Regions from separate parts of the Mus musculus genome. Here region 1 is linked to region 2. The links are chromatin contacts, called in public HiChIP or PLAC-seq maps. All regions are on one chromosome and are shown on one strand. The core of a region is the stretch at or near the end of the contact, and the rest is flanking DNA. Distances in the headings are between cores, read along the strand shown.

The links. HiChIP or PLAC-seq counts read pairs in DNA pulled down with a chosen protein or histone mark.
Region 1: a contact with region 2 is called in an H3K4me3 HiChIP or PLAC-seq map of bone marrow-derived macrophages, with 4 times the contacts expected there. The contact joins the promoter of Gsto1 here to the promoter of Calhm1 in region 2.

The regions. Positions count from the first base shown.
Region 1 is chr19:47,852,518-47,857,252 of GRCm38.p6, forward strand. It overlaps Gsto1 (glutathione S-transferase omega 1), which reads left to right and starts at 2,456. Exons shown (of 6, transcript NM_010362.3): 1 at 2,456-2,605; 2 at 2,698-2,806. The coding sequence starts at 2,572. It overlaps Gm30021 (predicted gene, 30021), which reads right to left and starts at 2,399. Exons shown (of 2, transcript NR_166768.1): 1 at 2,134-2,399; 2 at 594-964.
Region 2 is chr19:47,141,070-47,145,493 of GRCm38.p6, forward strand. Calhm1 (calcium homeostasis modulator 1) reads right to left here and starts at 3,105. Exons shown (of 2, transcript NM_001081271.1): 1 at 2,554-3,105; 2 at 1-460. The coding sequence starts at 3,105.

The sequences.
Region 1 (4,735 bases), core at 1,206-3,705, 710 kb after region 2:
CTTCGTGTTTGCATTCCTCTGTTTTGTGTAAGAATCCGGTAACCTCATTGTACCTTGCCAGTGTGTCACCTAACTTCCCTATTTTCTTCTGTATAAAAAGTTTAATGCTCAATTTGACAAATTACATTCAGATCCAACACACTCTCTCGTGTCAATTCTTGCCGACTCTATGCCCATCTGTCCGAACCCCTGATTCCCACGGATTGAGGGGGGACGGCTAGGCCCGGTTTGTGGCACCCAACTAAGTCATTTTACTCTCCTCTCCATTTAATTTAAGCTCCTTTATTTGTGAACCATTTGTCCCTGCATGGCTTCTTATTGTGAGATATATATATATATATATATATATGTAGATGTAGATGATGTAGATGTAGATGTAGATGTAGATATATATTCACTGACTAGACTCTGGGCCTTTCTAGCTTGTTCATTCAACTATTTAGCTAGCATCTTTCCATGAAAACTCTAATGAAGTCTGTTTTCCCTGCTATGGACAGTTACAGACTTAATGAAATCAAACAGAAAAGTTTATGTAACCAAAGTCTTAGGCCAGAGGCCCAACTCTGACCCAAAGAAAGAAATGAAAGTAATCGTAAACATGTATGAAAAGGTTTTAATCAAAATGGCCATTTAAGTGTTTCATCCTTTAAGCCATGCTGACATGGTTGTAGATTTAAAGAGAGGAAGAATTTGGGGCGAGTGGTGAGAGGCAATCTATTAAACAGTGCTGGCCAGGCTATGGCTTGGTCAAGCTGTGGTTTGGCTCAGTCTGTTTCTACACGATGACCTTGAAGGAGTCTTTATTACTTGTGTGGACAATTTGGTTGCCAAAGGATGGTGGCTGCTGTTTGGGGATAATTTTCTTATGAAATGATCTATCTTCCCAGTTCTTTTACTCCCAGAATTCATGGTGTCTTCAGGTTTATTGGAATGACTGGAGCTTATCTGGAACATTCTCTGATAGCTGGAATGAGATGTTATAAAAGCTAATAGTCAGATATTTTAGCTATTCGTAACATATAGAAATAAAAGTTTTTTATTAAAACACCATCTGCGAGGCAGTTGATAAGACCTTCAACAACCTGAATTTGATCCTGTCAATATAGATTATAAATTGGACAGTATGAAATTACCCATCATTCTTCTGAAAAGTTACAGAAGGTTGCTGCATCGGGTGGACACATCTGGGCAGTGAAGGTGAACATTACGTAGAAGGTTAAAAACTATTTCTTGTCACTAGGGTTTTTAATTTTTTCGTCTTCTTGCAATATAGTCGACTCAGATTAATCTCTTCAGGTTACAGCTACAACAAAATATATAGTCCCGTGGCAGTTTGACTGTGGCCAGTAGAGATATATGCCCAGATGTTTGAGGGCTATGTTCTCAGCTGCTAGGACTTAGGCATGATCCCTACTATAATGGCCACCAGTAACGTAGCACAGTGGTTTTCTGTATATTTTCCTTTCTTTATTTGAAGAATTAATGTTTGCTAGTTCATCCACAGCAAGCCCTGCCTGCTAGGGTGCTGCCATTTCCTGGCCGCAATTGTTAGACGTATGAGTCATTTAAGTCACTTTGGCATTTTGTTCCGTAGTTCTAGTGAGCACAGGGAGAAGCCAGGATCAAAACTGGAGCTGGCTCCAAGGGCATTCTCTGCTTCTCCAATAATAGAGCTGGAAACAAAACCCAGGCATGCTCTTTCATAAATAGCCCCGGAGTTAGTAGCTTTTATCCATGAGCTTTGCGAATCCTGGAGGCAAACTCTCCTCATGCCTGAATAAGAAGACAGCAGTTTTCGCAAGCCCTCTGGCCAGATTTTTTTTTTTTTCTTATGGACTCAAAAGGCTAAATTTTCTCAGCCCACTGTGCTTAAACCAGCGTGTGCTCTTTCTAGGCTTCCAGACAAATGTTTTATGGATGGAATTTTGAAAGCACAACTGCGTCCGGAGGCTAATAACATCCAGATGTGTGCTCTTTTCTATATGCCGAAATGTGCCTCTGTAGGTGACTATAGGGATGGCAGCTTATAGTAAGCTAGTACTGACAGAAGAAAAGACCGTCCAGGTGGCTAGACCACCTCCTAGACCCCTCTGGAATGTTGGAAATTTGGGGGCAGAGCTAGAGCTCACATACCAGTGGAGTGGGTGTGGGAGGTATGGAGGTCAGGGCCAGAGTCCTGTGTGAAGGCAGACAGGAAACCTTCGGCCTGGAGGGATGGGGTGGCTCTTTCTGAGCATCTCTGCTTTGGCCGGCTCCAGGTGGTCATCACATGACACAAGAAACCACAAGACCCCTTGTGTGGAGGCGGGGTGTGTGTCTCTGTGGTTTTGTTCCTCCTTGCACTACCTCCGCAGCGAACCTGGGAGCCCACCGGTTAACGTCACACAGCATCAGGATCCAGGATCGCAGCGGCCGATGCTTTCCCTTTAAAGGCGGGGGCGGCTCCCGGCCAGGAGGCGCGGTCTGGGCGGGGCTGAGTTCTAGGACAGTGTACAAGACCTCGTGCTTCCAGAGTCGCCCGCAAACGGGAGCGGAACCCGCGTGGCTCTCGGCCTGCACGGCGGCTCAGCGATGTCGGGAGAATCCTCCAGGAGCCTGGGGAAGGGTGAGGCTACTGGTGTCGGGGACGCACCGTGTACCGGGGATGCCCGGGATCCCTGTGCGATCCGGGCCGTGACTGTCTCCTCTCTCCTGCAGGAAGCGCGCCCCCCGGCCCGGTCCCGGAGGGCCAGATCCGCGTCTACAGCATGAGGTTCTGCCCCTTCGCTCAGAGGACGCTGATGGTCCTGAAGGCCAAGGGAATCCGGTGAGGACGAGGGCGATGGCTCCGGAGCCGCTGGCGGCTGGGCTTCAACCCCTCGCGGCGTTGGCTTTGTGGTCAGGGGGAAATATTCTCAGCCTTTTGTAGGAGACTTTAGTTGCTCACCCTCTTTTCAAGGGGAGAATTGTCATGGACTCCAGGGCTCTAGGGCAGCCTGTTTAAGCAGTCTGGGGCTCAAAAAAAGCGTGTTTCCCCTCCCCACCCCCCCACGGTGAGGTTGGTGGTTTACACTAGATTGCGGAACCCTGGGGTGGCTGTCTCAGCTCGGGTCCTGGGATTCTTGGTGAACTAGAGGCTTGCTTCGCTGTTGCACAAAGGTCACCCGCCTAGCAGAGTTCTGAGCCGTGTGCACAGTCATTTAGGTTGTAAACACAAGGAAGTGTCAGAGTCAAGCCTTTGCAAAGCCTCCATATCCAAACAGTCTTTGACCTACGGGTTATCTACAGTTGGTGAGTCTCTTGGCTTTTCCCGATACCATGTTCGTTGGACCATTTCCCTTCCAATGTCTTGGGGGATCTTTTGAACAATTATTAGACACCTTCTGTTTGGAAGCTCACCCTTAAGAAAAAGTTCATGTATGCAGTTACAATTCGTAAACGACTTTTAGTCCATGGGGAGAATTGGCTAGGCAGGCAGTTCTTTTCCCTAAATGTTAAAATATGTAACCTAAGGAAGTATTTGAAAATTAATTGTCACTTTGTAACGATTTTAATTTCATTTGGATAGGAGATTTGGTTTTGAACACAAGAACGTATTTTTTTTTCTTAAAAAGCAATTTTTCTATATTAGTTGGAACTTTCACTCTAACAAAGAAACTCAAACTGAATTGAAAAAAATAAAAGATATTTATTGTTCTAATACAACGAGAGAGTCCAAGAACAGGGCACAATGCCTTGTGTGATGTGTTTCCTACTGAAACTCAGTGTGGAAAAGAATTATATTTCGCACCAGGATTTCCCAAGCAACATTGAAATTACTTTACCATAACAGGGGTGGGGGCCCTTACGGGGAGAGGGGTTCCTTCAGATAGTGTCTATTACTACTCGTTATTCACAGACCGATTTTAAACCAGGAAACTTTGCCTGGGGCAGTAGCGCCTTACACAGGGCATGTGTGTTGCACACTCTGTGTAAGGAGCATCCTCCAGCCTGTGGGCTCAGCTGTGCTGAGTGTTGGCTCAAAATGCCACGCTTCCAGCATTCACTTGTCTTCTTGATCTCCAGAGCCCAGGAATTGCCTTCCATTTTCAAAATATAATTCTCAGAGATGGACACTATTCTATGGCAAGGGCTTTTGTCTTTCCCATGACAGGTGGTTTGTATGTTCATTATTCTGTAAACCTTTTAACATGCTTGCATACACACACACACACACACACACACACACACACACCAGTGTTCACACTGGCTATTTGTTCTTGTGAGGGATTATGCATTGAAATCCATAAGCTAAATCTGATTTGTTGTGGGTGAAGACCCGGGAAGTCAGACGTGTTGGGATGGCTTACTTTTGAGTGGTCTCTCCTAGTGGACACTGTGCCTGATTTGAGTTCTTCGGACATCGCTTTAAGGATTAGAATGCTTTCCTGTCTCCTACAGTCTCTGCAGGATACAAGGCATACGCAGTTACAATCTGCATTTAGCCGGACTCCAATGGATTCTTTCTTTTTTTAATTTACTTTGTATACTTTTTAAAAATTATTTTTATGTTCATGTGTGTGCACCTGTGCATGAGTTTATGTGCTTGCGGGATGCCACAGAGCAAAAGAGGGCATTGGGTCCCCAGAAACTGGAGTTATGACCTCTGACGTGGGTCCTGGGAACTGAACCCAATCCTCTGCAAGAGCAAGTGCCCTTAGACTGTCTGTCCAGTCTCATACTTTTTATGATTTAGAAACCTTTTTAAAGAAAACAT
Region 2 (4,424 bases), core at 1,855-4,354:
GTGGAGGCCGGGGCTCGCCCCCAGCCCAGCCGTTGCTCATCAGTGGTGCCTCCTGGCCCAGCCTCAGTGGTGGTTTGCATTTGTGCCAGCTTGTGAGTAGCCTATTCATGGTGCCTTGGTCAGTGATGCCACGCAACTTCTCCCTCTCTTCTTCTGTCCTGTCCGAGGGACTTTGGACAGCCTCTGTGGCTGTGGCTGTGGCTGTGGCCGTGGCCAGTACTCCGTGGGTATGACCCAGTTCCAGGTCATGGTTCATGGCTTCAAAGAACTGCTGGATACATACCTTAGCAAAGGCTTTGGCATGCTCTGTGCATGTCTCATCGAAGAGCTTGCGCTCAATGTCAATGTAGTGGGACCAGTACTTGCTCTTGAGAAAGGCGACCTGCGTGAAGCAGGGACGCACAGAGCGTACCACGAACGCTAGTAATGTGGTCAGCAGCACGAAGGACCAACCCAGTGCCTGTGGGGAGAGAAGGACGTCAGCAGATCTACCTGTCCAGACCCTTCAAAGACTTCCCCAAGGGAAGCCAGCCATGGATCTAGTCATGCAACCTCGTGGTCTCTATTTCCCCATTATGTAAAATAACCATATACTCCACCTCACAGGAGACAGATCCTGGGAACATAGAATGTGCAGCTTTGGCAAGGCACTCAGTGGGCAGGAGTTAACACAACATCCCATCATGAGGCTTTCTTCACTTGATCTTTCTGTGTCTGTTTCTCTACCTCCAGGGTGGAGCTACTAGCCATAGCGCTCCCCCCACCCCCGCCACACACACACAGGGGTTTTATGAGAACTAAACAGACAGTGGCTATAAGACAGCTTGTGGGGCTGGAGAGATGGTTAAGAGCACTGACTGCTCTTCTGAAGGTCCTGAGTTCAAATCCCAGCAACCACATGGTGGCTCACAACCATCTGTAATGAGATCTGATACCCTCTTCTGATGTATCTGAAGACAGCTACAGTGTATTTAGATATAATAATAAATAAATCTTTAAAAAAAAAAAGACAGCTTGCATATAGCACTCTCTGCTAGACTCTGGTAATGGTACCACTAGGGGCCATGCCTCTTCCTTCAGAAGGCTTTCCGGATCTCCCCAGGCCTACTGGCCTTCTTCTTCCAAGCTCCGGGCCTTTCCTTCAGTTTCTGGAACTGACATCAGCATTTCTTTCTTCTTCTTTTTTTTTTTTTTTTTTTTTTTTTTTTGTCTTGTTTTGTTTGTTTTTGTTTTTGTTTTTTTGTTTTTTTGTTTTTTTGTTTTTTTTGAGACAAGCTTTCTCTATGTAGCCCTGGCTGTCCTGGAACTCACTCTGTAGACCAGGCTGGCCTCGAAGTCTGCCTGCCTCTGCCTCCTGAGTGCTGGGATTAAAGGTGAGCACTTCTTTCATTGGGTTAAGATGGACTCTTAAGGAGTTCCAGAGGTACCCTGGATAGTCCTCAGACTCGAACACGCACCATGGGGCACAGAGCGGGACACCCCTGCATGTCTGCAGGTCAGACCCCTTTCTGCACAGAGAAGAGGGTGTGTGTGGGGGAGGGGTGTGTTAATGGTGGCCAATGGCTGCCGTGGGGATGGGTGGGAAAATACAGAGCAAATGACTCAGTCAGGGGCCTCCCTCCCGTGTTGCTCACTAAGCAGTTGTGGTTACAGAGGACTTGGGTTGTCTCATGTTCCAAGTGAAGCTGGAAATCTGATTTTTTTTTTCTCTTTGACAATTTTTGATTTCCAGATAAAGTCAATTAATTCTAAAGTGAGTTCGGAATTCAGTGTCTACAAGTCACAGGAGACTTGTCTGCAAATCAGGCTGCCTGTGGCTTCTTGGAGAGGGGACTTCCAGCTCATACAGTGTGACAGCGTAAAGGTCAAGTGGAGTGACAGGTCCTCCTGGGTCTGAGGCCTAGGATGATGGGACAGGGGTCCCCAGATGAGGAGGTAAAGAGAGTGGCTTAGACACTCATGGTGGGAGATCCTCTAGGCTACCTGAGTGGTGACAGAGGCCATGCAGAAGTCCCTTTCTCAAGAAGGGAGCCAGGGTCTGTACCAGCCAGAGCCGAGTGTGCCTGTTTCTCCAGCCCCACTGGAGCAGACACTGCCTCCTGCCCATCTCCCAACACCACACAGTTCCCTGCTCCAGAGCAGGATGCCCAGATGTCTGGTCCTTTAAATCTCATCCCAAGCACCCATCTCTCTCACCCATCCTGTTCAAGATACCCAGACCCTCAGTTCCCACTCCTGAAGCAGGCAGGCACCAGCTGGGAGTATTTGCCAGGGAAATGTACCCAAATGGCTTAGCCACCCACTGGCCTCACTCCCGCCTGTGCCTGAGATAGGAAATGGATGCAAATCTCTCAGCCTCTCAGATCTGAGCTCAGGATGGAGGAGGTGAGCCATCCACTCTCTCCAGGTGACCCTGTTTGACAGAAGACATGGGCTCTGCTCTGAGTCTTAGCTGGGAATGCATGCCCCCACCCACGGCCCTCTGAGGGGGAAACCCCACTCTGAGAAGGAACTTTCCCACAGGGACCCTGTGAAGAGACCCAGCCCCCTCACCTGAGAGATGCAGCGCAAATACCGCACGGCCACCTCTCGGGCTAGCAGCCAGTTCCCATCATAGATCTCAGGGCAGGGTACCCGAGCCAGTAGGCGAGCAAGTTCTGGAGCAGGCAGGCCCGGCACCAGGCTGCCATTGCCTAGTGTGGCCACGGGCACAGCTGTGCAGAAGGCACAGAGAAAGCACTTGCCATCCAGCAGTGTGACAGCCACCCAGACGACAGGGGCGATGAGAGCTCTCTGGGCCATGGAACAGAACATGTAGCGTAGAACAGCTGGGTCCTTGGCCCGGCGACCTGCGGGGCGCTTCCACTCTTCAGCTAGCATGGATATGTTGTTGTTCATGACCAGACCAAGCAGGAAGAGCACCAGGGGAGGCGTCAGCAGTATGCCCAGGCTGTAGACCACGTTGTAGCCGGGTAAGCAGGGGCAGTTGAAGTCAAAGGCAGAATACATCTGCGCACTGGCCAGCGCCATGATGCCACAGATGCCATTCATGAAGGACTCTTGGTTGGATTGCAAGAACTGGAAGATCATCCGAAACTTATCCATTGTGTTCCGTGGGGATCCTCAGCCTCGTCGCCTCTCACTGTGGCCTCCCACACAGCTCCAGTAGGTCACCCTGCCCACTAGGCATCCACCTCATGACTGGGCTGTCCTGGCTGGACTAGCAAAGCTCAGGGTACTTGATGAGGTCACACTTTCAGGAGCCTTCTAAACAGGTGCTGGCAGAGAGGGCGCAGCGTGACCAATCCTGTGGGTACAGCCAGGACTGTGTCCCTCCTTCTAGCCTCCCTCCCCTTCTCTCCAGCTGCCTGCAGCCTAGAGAGCTACAGAGCTGCACCTGATGAGGACCAGTTTTCTTTGGGTGTGGGAGGGAGGAAGAGGTGCAGACAAGCTGGAATTTGAGAGGCCACTGGGCTCTGGGGAAGCCTGTCTTCTCTTTGTATCCATCTCCACACCGCCAGGACCCCAGGGAGCAACCCCATCAGTTGAGACAATGATAGTAAGATGACCTGGAAATGATGGCGGTGCTAAGGGCTGCACCAGGCAGTGGTGATTGGATGTTACTCATAGAAGGGATGGCAGAGGGGCAGGCATTACAATGTGACAGTGTTATATAGAGATGATGAGGTGTTACAATGTGTTATGTAGAGATGATGTTACAATGTAAGTGTGGTCTACAGTAAAACAACCTGGACTTGGGGGACTCTCTTTTCTTTCTCTTTTGGAAACAAGGTCTCCAACTCACTATGTAGCCAAGAAGGAGCCAGAACTCCTGATGGTCTTGTCTGAGACTCCTAAGTGCTAAGGTTTTTGTCATCATAATTGAAGCTGGAGTTGGATGGGATGGGTTGCCCAAGTTAGGGTTTCAGTCTGTTTCATGTTTGTGTCTCTGTGGCTGTGGCTGTATTTGTGAGTTATGGGTGGCAAACTCTTGCCAGGCTTCTTCTTCTATCTCTCCACCCCCGGCCCGCAGGTGATGGGTTGAGCCGCAAGGGGAAGCCCCCCACCCTTTGATCCTGCAGCCTCCAGACAGGCATGTCAGATCTAGATCCAACAGGGTGATTCTCTGTCAGGCTGAGGCAGAACATCAGAAAGAACATCTCCTTGTGTTTCTGACTGGCCATGGATGCCCTTGGATGGCTTTTGTCTGGTTACAGAAATGTGCATGTAACCACATTACGTTAGGTACCTGCGGTAGCCATCTGCCTGCATTCACAAGAACTATCATGACCTCTCAGCTTAGCTCAGTGTCTCTGTGTCTCTGTTTCCATCTCCTTTTCTTTATCTCTGTCTATCTGTGCCTGCTTCTGTCCACCCTCTACTGCCCCCGCTGTGTGTGTGTGTGTGTGCGCGTGTGTGTGTGT